2 separate regions of the Mus musculus genome follow, and region 2 is linked to region 1. A link is a contact called in public HiChIP or PLAC-seq data. All regions are on one chromosome and are shown on one strand. The core of a region is the stretch at or near the end of the contact, and the rest is flanking DNA. Distances in the headings are between cores, read along the strand shown.

Region 1 (6,810 bases), core at 475-2,974:
CCCTTCGAAAGCCTTGGTTCATAGGACAGGAGAACTTTCCATCAGCTTATTTAGACAGAGCATGCCTCTCACCAGCCCTGGTGAGCTTTGTTGCATCTCAGGAAAGGCAGTGGGGTGGGGAGCAGCTTTCATTTCTAAGGTGCATATAGGGAAAGCTCTATAAAACAAAGAAAAAAAAAGATTCCACGAAAACACACGAAAAAGAGGCATTCACTCTTAAAGAGAGCTCCCAGTCTGGCTCATCCTCTGAGGCAAAGAATCTGATTCCAAAGACCACCAGCCACACAGCACTCCATAGCCAAGCACTTCAGCCTGTAAATGCCTGAGGACATTCTGGAGTCAGAACTCCAGATTCACATCAAGCCCGAGGCTGCCACCTTTTCTCCTAATGGTGCCAACACACCCCTTGCTTGTAAAACACTACGTGCCAGGCTAGCAGGCTGTCTCAGATTGGGCAAGATAAGAAGGCAGAGGCTTTGGGGGTAAGCAGACACACTGAAAAACTGGGTTAAGAGGCCCCGCTTTTCACGTCCAGGGTGTTGGCAGCTTTGGGCCATGACAGAGATTGCCCAGTTGCTGATTTGATCTTTTTTGTTCCTCATTCGCTCCTCATTATAAGGGGAGCTGCTGTCCCCACTTTAGAGAAGTGGAAACTAAGGTCCATAGAAGTTACATATTTTCCTGACACATTTATGTTGTAGTGGCACTAGTGGGAATGCCCAAGCCACTTCTAGGGTCAAACCCCAACCTCTTATTCCCCCTGTCACAACGATGGCATAGAGGAATCTCTGTGCTCTTTCCAAAGTTCACCAGGGAAGGGAATATGTTACTGGGGTTCTGGGATAAAGTGTCAGGAGGGAGGCCGATTTGGGAGCAATATGGGGTTCAGATGCCTCCAAACCTTCTACACATGCCCCACCTGAGGTCTCTGAATCAGGAGGATGGCACCCTGCTTCAAGAACCCACAGACGTGCCCACCAGTTTCATCTTACAGCCTGTGGGCTTTTCATCCGTGCCCAGAACTCATCTCCTAGCTCTGGTATCCAGCTCTTATCTTTCCCCAGAGTGGACACTGAGGATCAAATGGGACAAGAGGGGAACGAAAACTGTCAAGTGCTGAGACTGTGTAGATGCACGGTTGTGTTCTCCCTACTACGGGTACGTGGTACTCATCCCACCCAAGTGCTGTGAGTGAATGCCACTTTAAAATGCAACTTCTCTAACGCTCCAAAAGGGGAAAATCCACAGGTGAGAATCAACGAGGTAAAAGGGTAAGAGTTAAAGTAAGACATTTCCTCCAAAGAAAGGCAGAGACAAAACTTTACCAAAAGTTCCCTGAGTTCCTCTGACTATTGACAGATCCATACCAAATACATGACCGCAGGAGGGCAAGCACAGAATAATCGGGCCGCATCTGATCACACCGGGCTTGGAAATTAAACAAAAGTTTTATAGTTACAAACCCACATCTTACTGGGTACCGGGAATGCCAGGAGCACACCAGAAAGATCCTGGGTGATGGGATCAACAGACTCACCTTTTCCAGGTCGGGAAAAGCAAAGTCTCTGGGTGCACCAGCTCCGTGAAGAAGTACCTGGGTTAAGCCACAACGAGTTCCCAAGCGCGCGGTCCCTAGCGTCTTCCCAGCCACTGTCTGTGCCCACCAGAGGCTAGGGTGTGTGTCTGCGCGCGGGAGAGACGCGTGACAGTAGGCAGGCTGTGGCCGGAGCAGCCAGCTTTGGCAGGCTTATATAGGGAGCTCCTTCCTCTGTAATGGGACGCCTCGCCTCCAGACATCCTTTCCCACTTTTTTTTTTTTCAGTTGGTGAGTTAAAGGCACAGCCCTCCCAGCGGAACAGGGTTAGCTCATGAAAGACGCACTCACTCCAGGCGCGCCGCCAGCTAACGGACCATTTGCATACAATTTATAGTGAAGAAAAAAAAAAGTAGGAATTTCAGCTCCCTCCGCCCCCGCAGAGTAGTTGTTAGTGAAGTGTGATTTTTGCATTGCTCCACAAATGAGTATTCTAATTGTGAAACAGAAGCCTTGGGAACTGGGATATGAGGGAACTGGATCCTGGCGCTGCTCCTGGACTAGAGCAAGCTGGAAACACGACCTGGGTTCCCTCAGGCTCTGGGCAGCAGCTGCGGGGTGGCACCTCGGAGAAAGCCTGAGGGCTGAACCTGAGTTCCTGGAAAGAGGAGATCGAGGAGAGTTGAGCAAGCCCGGGGCAGTTCAGGTTTCTCTTGGCCAGCTTGGAGATAACCCAAGATTAGTTCTCAGCAGGTGGGAACCATACTGGGAGCTTAGAAAAGTGAGCTTTTCTGAAGCAGGACCCAGCGGTGCCCAGCTGCCTGGAGGAATCTTTATCCAGATCCCAATGTCCCCTCAGGAGTCACTTTTTGACATTGTTTATGCCACATACTAAGTGCTTTCTACTTAGTAGGGTCTACTAAGTAGGGTGTAGTACTTAGCTCAGGGTGTACTCCTGAGCTCTCAGTGTACCTAGGTGCTGAGTGAAGACTTTTTTTTTTTTTTCTTAGAGAAGCACTAATATATTTCAAAAGGTAACACTATTTAGGTTGAAGTCCTCATTTAGCATGTTAAAGTATCCCCAAGGCACCTGGGGCCAAGCTCAGCTCACGGTACTTCTGGGCTTGTTTGGGACAGTGCTTATACCCTGCAATTTAGAGAAGCAGTTTAATGCCATCAAGGAATTGTGCCTGGGAAGCACTTAGAATTCATGGCTCCATGACACATTGGTGACCAGAAACAGTGAGTGATGCTTAAGTAGGAAACTGTCACCCATGACAACAGACACAGCTGCTTTGCTGGACTGTGGAAAATGCATCTCTTTGTTCTGTAATTTAGAAGAGACTTCTGATGTTTTAATTAACAACTATTATCGGAAATTTCAACCATCCACTTACTGATTGATACCATCCTTCAGCCTTTCTCATAACATTTAGTTTCAATCTCCCTGGGAGAATAAAGCAAGACAAAATTAGGCTATCCCTAGGGTGGCACCGATTCCAGGACTCGAAGACTGCCTGCTTAAGTGTTCCCTATCCCCCCCCCCCCCACACACACACACACACACACCGCTCAGACATCAGGAACAGCCATAAATAGTCATGTCGTAAAACGACTCATTTGAACTTTTAAACCATTTGGGCTGATTCAGATGTTGGTTGCTTTGGGAATTTTTTCATTCTGCGTGTTAGCCAAAACATATTTCAGTGGCACAAGCCTGTCTTTCCACCAGTAGTGAATGCTTCCACGCCTCTAGGCTTTCCTAAGCAGACCCAGGCTACCTCTTCTCAGTTAGCAGAGAAAGTGTTAGACATGTCTTTACTCCATGTGTCCTATGAGCTATGTTTATATACAATAAATATATAATCAATTTATTTGTAACCATTTTCTTATGTCTGAACAAGGTAAGCTGAGAGAGTCTGCTAAAAGCCGTGTGATTAATAGGGCTTCTAAGAATGTTCCAGACTTGACATCCCTGGTCCCCAACAATTCTTAGTGTTCTATAGTCAATCATGAATTCACAGCTACCACAAACTGCTTAACCTATTACTGGAAAGCGAAGTCAGATGGGAGGCCCTGAGGATGGTGATCCTGACACATAAGACTATAACCATCAGTGGTCACAGAAATGTGTCACATGACACCTGAGATCTATCTTTTTTTCCATTAATTTATTTATTCACTCCACATCCCAGTATCCAGCCTCCCTCTCCTCCCAGTGCCTGCCCTACAGCTCTTTCCCCCATTTCCCCCATCCCTTTTACCTGGGAAGGGGGCCAGGCCCTAGGTGTCACCCCACCCTGACATAGCAAATCTCTCTGCAGGTGAATTTTCTCCCACGGAGGCCAGACAAGGTGGCCCAGCTAGAGGAGTGGGATCCACAGACAAGAAACAGATTCAGAGACAGCCCCTGCTCCAGTTGTGAGGAGGTGGGGGGCCACGTGAAGACCAAGCTGCACATCTGCTACATATATGTGAGGAGCCTCGGCCTAGCCCATGCTATCCCCTTGGCTGGAGGTTCAGCCTCTGCTGTACTGCAATCTACTTGTAAAATGAATGTTCAGCAGGTTATGGAGGCTCATCCTGTCGTGATCATGGCATTTGAGAGGTTCAAGCCTGGGAGTCAGCATGAGTCTGGGCCAGCCTAGACTGAAACCTTCTCTAGAAGACAAACAAACAGAACCAACCAACCAAAACCTCCAAGAACAAACAAGAGACCCTTTCACTAACAAAAAAAGTTTTCTCCCAAAGTGCTGAGAAACATCATAATTCTAGCTATACTTCAGCCTTACAGTGAGGAGGACTGCTCAGACTAGACACTGTTCTGTCCCCCTGGACTCTTTATACTTTACATAGAGTAATAATACTGAGTGATTGCATTTGTTGTGCTGTTTCCATAGTGCACATAATACTGTGATAATCAGTCTTCTAATGCCTTGCCTACCCTTGCCCTCCATACCCCTGACTGTCCTGCTCCATTTGCTTGTTTCTCGCTCCTAATTTGCATATGTAAGAGAAACGTGCAGTGCTTGTCTTCCTGCATGAGTTTAGCTTATTTGACTTAGCAAGGTGATCTCCAGTTCTGTTTATTTTTCTGCAAATGGCGTAGCTGTATTTTTCTTTATGGCTGAATAAAACTTCTCTGGGTGTATCTAGTGCCTTCTCTTCCTCCTCCTCCTCCTCCTCTCGTCTGCAGATGACAGGTAGATGGATTGTGAGTGGTGCCATGATCAATGTGGCTACTCCAGAATCTCCACAGTAAACTGACTCCGATATTTCAGGCTAACTGCCATAGCCCTAGTTTCAACCTATTGAACTTCCTCCACAGAGATTTTCATAGTTATTGGGTGAATTGAATTCACATTCCCATTAGCAGCAAAAGACACCCTTGCCAATAACTGTTGGTTGGACTTTGTTTTCTTCAGGACAGCTTTTCTGACTGGGGTCAGATGGATCCTTCTAGCAGTTTGGATGTTTGTTTCCCTGATCGAGAAGTAGCCTAAGCAGTTCCCATGTATTTATTGCTAGTTATTTAATCTTTTGGGAACTGTCCATTTAGCTCTTTTGCCCATATGCTGAATGAATTTGCTCTTTTGGATTTTTAAAAAAATATTTTTATATACCATGGATATTAATTCCTATAAGATGAATAAATAGTGAGGATTTTCTCCCTTGCCACAGGTTGTTTATTCCCTTGGGCAACTAACACTTCTATTTGCTATGCAGGAGTTCCTCATGGTCATCTAATGGCCACTGAATTCCTTTCAGAGCTTCCATTCTGTGCAGGTAGGTCTGTGTAGATCACGTGCTCCTCAAGACATAAGCCTTTACTTGTGCTGAAATTAACTTAATCCCTTTATTTCCACCTCTCACCACCATTTGCCATCTGATTCTGATCCAGCTTCACTTGGAAATTTCCCTATATATTTATTTAATTAAAAATGCTTCCACTCCAGGTGTGGTATCTCATTCCTTTGACCCTAGCACTCAGGAGGCAGAAGCATGCCAGCCTTTGTGAGTTAGAAGCTCATCTACATAGCAAGTTCCAGGCCGGTTTGGGCTATGCAATAAGACGTTATCTATCTTAGTTACTTCCCAATTCATTTAATAAAACACAATGGCTAAATGGAATAAAGGGTTGATTTCGTTTTACAATTGTCAGGTCACACTCTTATCACTGAGGAAAGTCAAGGCAGAAATTCAAGGTAGAAGCTTAGAGGTAGGACTTGAAGCAGAGGCCATGGGTGAACACTACTGGTTTACTTTCCATGGCTTGCTCAGCCTGCCTTTTAATTCTCTTTTATTCTTCCCTCGTTTATTAATCCCCAATCACAGTTACCCCTCCTTCTACTCCTCCCAGCCCCTCCCCCACCTCCTATCTCTCCTCGATCCACTCCTCTATTTTCCTTCATATAAAAGAACAGGCAGGCCTCCTAGGGCTATCCACCAAACACGGCCCAATAAATTACAGTAAGCCTAGGTACAAACCCTCATGTCAAGACTTGACAAGCAACCTAGAAGGAGGAAAGGGGTCCCGAGTGCAGACAAACAAGTCAAAACCACCCTCAACTCTCACTCTTGGGAGTTCCACAAGAACACCAAGCTACTCAACCATAAGGCATATGCAGAGAACCTAGCTCAGACTTGTACGGGGTCTGTGTTTGTTCCTTCAGTTCCTGTGAGTACCTATGAATCCTGTTTAGTTGATTCTTTTCTCATGGCATCCTTTTTTACCCCTCTGGTTCTTACAATCCTTCCTCTCTGTCTTCTGCTGGGTTCCTCTGGCTCTGTCTAGTGTTTGGCTGTGGGTTTCTGCATCTGCCCCCATCAGTTGCTGGCTGATACCCCTCTGATATTTCCCTCAACCCAAGAATGGATAAAGAGAATGTGGTACGCTGTTAAAAACAATGACATCATGAAATTTATAGGCAAGTGAATGGAACTAGAAAATATTATCCTGAGTGAGGTAACCCTAACTCAAAAAGGAAAATATGGTATGTATTCATGCATAAGTGGACATTAGCTTTTAAATAAAAGATAATCATACCACAATTCTCAGACCCAGGCAGGCTAAACAACAAGAATAGCTCAAGGGGAGACACATGGATCTCCCTGGGAAAAAGAAATGGAATTGATTTTGCAGGTAGACTGGGAATAGGCCATGATGGGAACAGGAAGGATCAGGCTGAGGGTGAGGTGGATAGGAGGGATGGAGGGAGAGTATTGGGAAAGATGACTGGAATTTGGGGGCATTTGGGTGGTGATGTTGAAACCTA
Region 2 (6,302 bases), core at 1,449-3,948, 150 kb after region 1:
ACCTCTTAACCTAGGTTTGAAACTTAACAGGTACAATATAATAAAAACCTTTGGATATGATAACATATATTGTACCTTGTGTCTGCTTGTGTGATAGAATACTCGCTTATACTTCAAACAAACAAAACAAAACAAACAAAATAAAAATGGAAAATAACATTCCATAAAGACACAGTGGTCATCAAACCTATCTCCCATTAAACAATGAAATGTCATTATCAGTTGATCTGCACTCTATGTGAAGATCAGTATTTAGTTAACACATCGTTTCTTCTTTCCAATTGCTAGAGCCACTTTTTTTCTAGTCCTTAGAGTAATTCACTCAGCATCTGATGGACCTCATTTTGATAAGGGAAGTTGAGACAAGTGGAGTGTTAAGATTACACCTGGTCTTATTGAACCTCTCCTTGATGCCCCACCTTTATGGTTTTTGTTTTACCTACCAAATAGAGTCATGTCAACTGATAAGATAAATGGAGGTTTAATTCATGCTGTCTGTCTAAAACTCTTAGTCGTCGTTGTTTTTTCTACTTTAATCATAACACACCTCAGGTAGAATCCTGTTTTAGAATTCTTTCCTCAAGCTGAAAATAGTCCCTTTTCTAGAGCAACCATAGCTATTATTTTTCTCCCTAAGTCTTTTCTTGCATAAGCCAACAACTTTCCTTCATATTCTCACAGGTAACCTATTCTTATCTCCAGCCAGCCATCTGTACCTGCTCTGATTTAGGAGAGTCACTGTTAAGATAGGGAGAACATAATTAGCTATGCTATTTCACATCATCTTTGTTATTTGAAGAGCTGAATGTAGAAAATTTGTGTGAATATATTTTGGATGCTCACATTTAAATATGGGTCAGAAGGGGAGCTCTTGTAGGACCTATTTCTCCTCCCTGATCCATTGAAACATCCTCACTAAGTGAGGGTATTATGAAACACTTCCCAGTTGTATATGCCCTAACTGCGGACTTTGTTAACCAATGCCAGCACTCAGGATCAAGGGTTCACATGTATTCTTTCTGCCTCATTCTTGAAAAAAAATTTCTCCAAGGACAGAAGGTTTCCATTGTCCTCGATTTTGAGAAATGTGGTTATATGTTCAATGTACAAACTGGTGGAAATCCATAGAGGAGTCTTTATGGAAATCTATGGAAAGCTGTATTGGGAATTACAGTTAACATTTTTTTTTTTACATTTTAAATGCTTTCATTAATTATAATTATTTTATTTATTTAAATCCAAAATGCTGCCCCCTTCCGGTCCCCTGCCAAAGTGTTCTTTCCCCAATCCCCCCTCCCCTTCACCTCTGAGAGGGTTCTTCTCCACCCACCCCCCCCCACCCGCCATATCTTCCTACTCTGGGGCATCAGTTCTCAACAGGATTAGGCAAAACCTAATCCTTTCTCACTGAGGCCAGGCAGGGCAGCCCTCTGCTACCTATGTACCAGGGGCTTCAAAGAAAGATGTGTCATGATGTTACACACAATTGGGGATCTGACCATAAAGAGGCAGATCTTCCTAACCCTTCTTTTGATGATCAGTAAGTACTCTGTGCTTAGTGTGTTAATAATAACCTTGATATACCATTAATTGACATACTTTGCCGAGCTTTCTGGTGTGATATGATACAGTATAAAGAAAATTAGCCAGCTCAGAATTGCACATTGAACATTCCAATCTCTCACTCATGAAATGCAGAACTTTTAAAAGACAACTTGTTTGCATTTGAAGTAGAGAAAATGAACCCATATTTTTTTTCTGTCAGGTTTTCCAGCTTTCCATACTCTTTTTCTTTTGCCTGGAATGGCCTCACTGTGATGTTTTTCTTGGGCTTTACGACTTAAACTGGAATTCATGTCTGCTGTGAAGACTCCTTTGCCTATTTCCTCCTAGGTAGTCTTGGTTTCTTTCTCTGGCTTCTAGATGACTTCACATTGCTATAAATATCAGCCTACATCGAAATTGCTTATTGTCCAAGTGTGTCTCTGGCTAGACTGTGCAAAGACACTTTCTTCTTTGTCTTTGAATCTACAATATCTACGTAGTGCCTAATACCCTGAGGGTAGGTTAAAAACTATTTATCTTGATTCATGTGGCCGACATAAATGGAATAATTTTCATTATAAAGTTCATAATAAAAGATTCTTGCTTTAGTTAACCATTTGTATTAGTCTACTATGACTGTCCCACACCCTACTCATGTCTCTTCTCCTAGCCATATTGTTCCACCTTTATGGTTTTGTCATGTTTAACCTCATCTGCTATCAGAATTCACATTTCCTTATGTAGATTAATTACTAAAAACTAAAACAAAAGAAGATAACTTTAAATATTAGAACTGTTTGCTTTGTAGTTACTCTAAGAAGTTATTTGTGTAAGAAGCATTTGGCAATGTCCTTTCAGTCTACATTCCAATAATTTATAAATGTTAAAGGATCTAGATGTTAGTCTGCATAGTATCTATAAGTATTTAATATACTGTTGATGTGATAGGATCTTAGAATCTCTATATATGCCCATAGGGATTTAGTATTTTCAGAAAAGCAAGAATCTATGTTGGAACCTTTAGTTGCAGAGCCCAGATCCAAGTCCTGGTTTTCTGAGCTGCCTTCTGTAGCACTTCCACAAATTAAGCAAAATATATACATTTCCTTGATGCTGTAGCACTTTGAGCTGCCTTTGTCACTGCTCCAGGCTTTTGTGGCTGGGGTGAAAACAAGATCCTACACAGATCCTTGTTTGTGCCCTAGCAACCAAGCACAACACAGATGGCCATCCTGGCAACCTGCCCATCAGACGCTGATTGCATACCTGGTGCTGTGACACAATGACAGCTTCCCCACGCAGAGATAGCGTGCATTTTTACAATGAAGTTTGAGTTCATAACAATATGCAATGTAGATTGTATCCTGTAACTTCAGGCCAATTTGTTAGTTTTGAGTCAAGAGGCAATAGCTTTCTGTTGGTGTAATGACAACTTGTCTGCTACAGCTGGATCATGTTAGGACAGTAGGAATTTTCTTCTTTGGTCCCTTTTCAATAGTGTCTTGTAATAATAGGGTAGCCTTCTCCCAGAATGCTTCTTGCCAGTTGCACACATGTACTGGCTCATGAACACAAAATTGTGAGCATTGCTTGGCATCAAAGAATAAGAATTGTCCTTATTTATAAATGGACAGTCCTTCTCTGGGAGGTGAAGAGACAATGACTCATTTTAAATACAAGAGATATTTCCTATGATTTGTTAATTTGAACCAATGCTAGTGTGCATAAGTCATTCTGCCAGGTATTAGAATGCAAAAATAAGAGATGCAGAATGTCACACAAATGACATGTAGACTCGTTGAGAATCTAAGCATTTAAGCTAATAACTATAATATAGACACTGAACACTCTAATAGTGGGGTATACCCAGTACTGTGGGAACAAAAAGGAGGGGACTAAATTCCTGTTGGGGGTTATCCCTGGGGAAACTCAACATGCAAACTTTGTGAGGCTCTTGCTTTGCCGCCTGATGAATCTAGTTTGCAGTTCCCACTCTTCCACTTACTCATTTTGTTAACTCAGTGCGTTAAGCTTTCCAGATCTCTTTATCTTTACAATTCTAAGAGAACAGGCTCATGCCATAAAATATATGTACAAACATAAGAACAAAATGAAATAATCATTAAGGTATGTTTAATGTCTTTTCTGGCATCTCATAGTTAATAAACATTAGCTGCCATCATTTTTATTATTATCACTATTATTTATGTGCTGATCCTGTAATCAGCCTTTGATGTGGTAACATCATGGCAGTAGAAAGTTCTGACTAAGAATGCAGGTCTGAATTCTATTACCTGTGTATCCTTGATATCGTCTTCAGTATTCTGAAGTAACTTATACTACCTAATCAAGATGAAGAAGTAGTATGCATATCATCGCCCTGTAGGTTCAAAAGCAAAACTTTTGAACAAGGTGGCATTTCCAAAATTGTGGTATTTGAAAAATAAAAAAAAATATTTCATTAAGTTTCCAGAAACACTGTCAACTTGGTTGTGGATGTGAACATTTTTAGAGAAATACCACAACAAGGTACTGGCATACTGCATTTTCTAATATGTGAGTCAAATTTGGATAAGGTGTACAATCACAACATGCATGTTGGACTCATATCTTGCTTTTTGATGAAACATAAAAATAATGGGAAGAACTTAAAAAATGTCTAGTGTTTGACTGTGTCTGCTCTGCTACTGGTCAGTTTGACTGTGCCTACCCCACACTGCTGCCGGGATGGTGGTGGGCTGTTTGGAAGTATGGAAACACAATTCCAGGGTGGGAAATCACAGTCTAAAGTGTGGTTTAGGGGTCCCAGGGCCTGTGACAAGGCTGAGGCTGTGGGATTCTCAGACTCTTGGACATACAGGCATTGCTGGGAGTTTTACAAGAGCCAACAATGGTGTAGGTAGACCACAGGCTGGGGACAGGTCTAGTCTGGGGCTGGGGGAAAGGGGAGTGCCTGCTTGTCCTACTGGTGATTATCCTTAGCTTGGTAGAGGCAGGCTTGGTGGTGGTTATGACTGGGAGTGCAGAAAATTCATCTACAAGAGAATTAAGCTGTGTTAGAGTGCCTTCTCCATGGCTCCCCCAGTGGATATTGATGAAAGAGACAGCCCATGGTTCTAAACAGTTTATTGGTTGTTCATGATGGAAAATGGATGTATAACCTACCGTACCCACTTCTCAGGGTAGACCTGAGAGTAAATACATTTTTCAGGGAGGAATGTCTATGAAGGGAAGCTTATTGGCTAAGTCCTCTGGACATCTAGGTACCTTATTAGCATGGAGAACTCTGTTTTGGGCCTATATCAAAGGACATATTTCTTTATGTGAAGAGTGTGGCAAATGTTTCAGGCCCAGAGCCTGGAGTTACCTAAACTTTAGGTGTGTGCCCACTGAGTCTCTTGGTCTCAACCTGCTGCATCTCACCAAATTTCCTGGCATGGTTTTACATCCTACAGTCTATAGAGTAAGGAAAGATGTGCTTGAAGGAAATAATCCAGGAAGAAGGTTGTGCCTTATTACATTCTCAAGAGAACGGGTGTTAATAATTATCTGGGCAACTAGATACTAGCTAATGATGGAAGTACTTTCATGGTAGAAGTGGTGAATATATAGGTAGTATGTCTAATGACATTGGATATTTGACCCTGGTTTTCCAGATGAGCACACTTTGCTTTAACAAGGCAAGATGAGATGATCCTTCTATGGAGGCAGAGCTAGTGAGTAAATGTCTGGGATTCATCTCTGACTTCACTTCCAGTGTTTGTTATGATGAGTCTGCCTCTCCACCATTACTATTAAGCCCTCACTGGAGTATGCAATCTCAAGAGAGATCAACGATGGGACTTTTGAGAGGAAAGAAAGGAAACACTGTGATGATTATGATGGGGTTTTTGTTTCTGCTTGCTTGCTTGCTTTTGTTTTTGTCAATTTGAGACAAACTACAGTCATCAGAGAAGAGGAAACAACAACAACTCTGAGAATACCTCAATAAAATTGGTTTGTCAGCAGGCTTGTGTGGGCATTTTCTTTCTTTCTTTTTTAAAAATTTTTTTCCCTTTTTTTAATTTAAATTTTTTAAATTAGATATTCTCTTCATTTACCTTTCAAATGCTATCCCCCTTCCTAGTTTCTTCTCCAAAAGTCCCCTATACTCCCCTTCCCACCCTGCTCCCCAACCCACCCGTTCCCTCTTCCTGGCCCTGGCATTCCCCTGTACTGGGGCATATAAACTTAGCAAGACCAAGGGCTTCTCCTCCCATTGATAGCTGACTAGGCCATCTTCTGCTACATATGCAGCTAGAGACACCAGCTCTGGGGGTAGGGGGAGGTACTGGTAAGTTCATATTGCTGTTCCTCCTATAGGGTTACGGACCCCTTCAGCTCCTTGGGTACTTTCACTAGCTCTTTCATTGGGGGTCCTGTGTTCCATACAGTAGATGACTGTGAGCATCCACTTCTGTATTTGCCAGGTACTGGCATAACCTCACAAGAGAGAGCTATATCAGGGTCCTGTCAGTACAATCTTGTTGAATAGTGTCTGGGTTTGGTGGTTGTTTATAGGATGGATCCCCTTTTCTTAATTAGTGATTGATGTGGGAGGGTCAAGTTCATGGCTGTTAGTGTCACCCTTGAGACAGTGGTCCTGAGCAAACCTTATGGAGTAAGCCAGTAAGCAGCACCCCTCCATGGTTTTGTTTCAATTCTTACCTTGGGTTTTTCCCATGACTTACCTTCCTGGTGGACTGCGAATTGGATAT

What was found. HiChIP or PLAC-seq counts read pairs in DNA pulled down with a chosen protein or histone mark.
Region 2: an H3K4me3 HiChIP or PLAC-seq map of neural progenitor cells shows a contact between it and region 1, with 20 read pairs. The contact joins the enhancer-like site here to the promoter of Tnc in region 1. A contact is called at or near these places in 1 of 39 promoter capture datasets (neural stem cells), 1 of 484 Hi-C or Micro-C datasets (stem cell-derived neural stem cells), 2 of 115 datasets of contacts at active chromatin or transcription factors (astrocytes and neural progenitor cells) and 2 of 9 other capture datasets (macrophages and pancreatic islet).

The regions. Positions count from the first base shown.
Region 1 is chr4:64,045,212-64,052,021 of GRCm38.p6, forward strand. Tnc (tenascin C) reads right to left here and starts at 1,725. Exons shown (of 27, transcript NM_001369211.1): 1 at 1,538-1,725. All of the region lies in intron 4 of 8030451A03Rik (a long non-coding RNA gene), which reads left to right.
Region 2 is chr4:64,197,598-64,203,899 of GRCm38.p6, forward strand. The region is part of intron 1 of Gm31115 (a long non-coding RNA gene); the gene reads left to right. Among named protein-coding and RNA genes, the nearest start is that of Gm31115, 46 kb to the left of the region's middle. Within about 2 kb of position 2,699, at least 21 of the 459 cell types and tissues checked have an H3K27ac peak or open chromatin away from gene starts, as enhancers often do. A contact at or near this core is called in neural progenitor cells, neural stem cells and stem cell-derived neural stem cells, where this site is marked.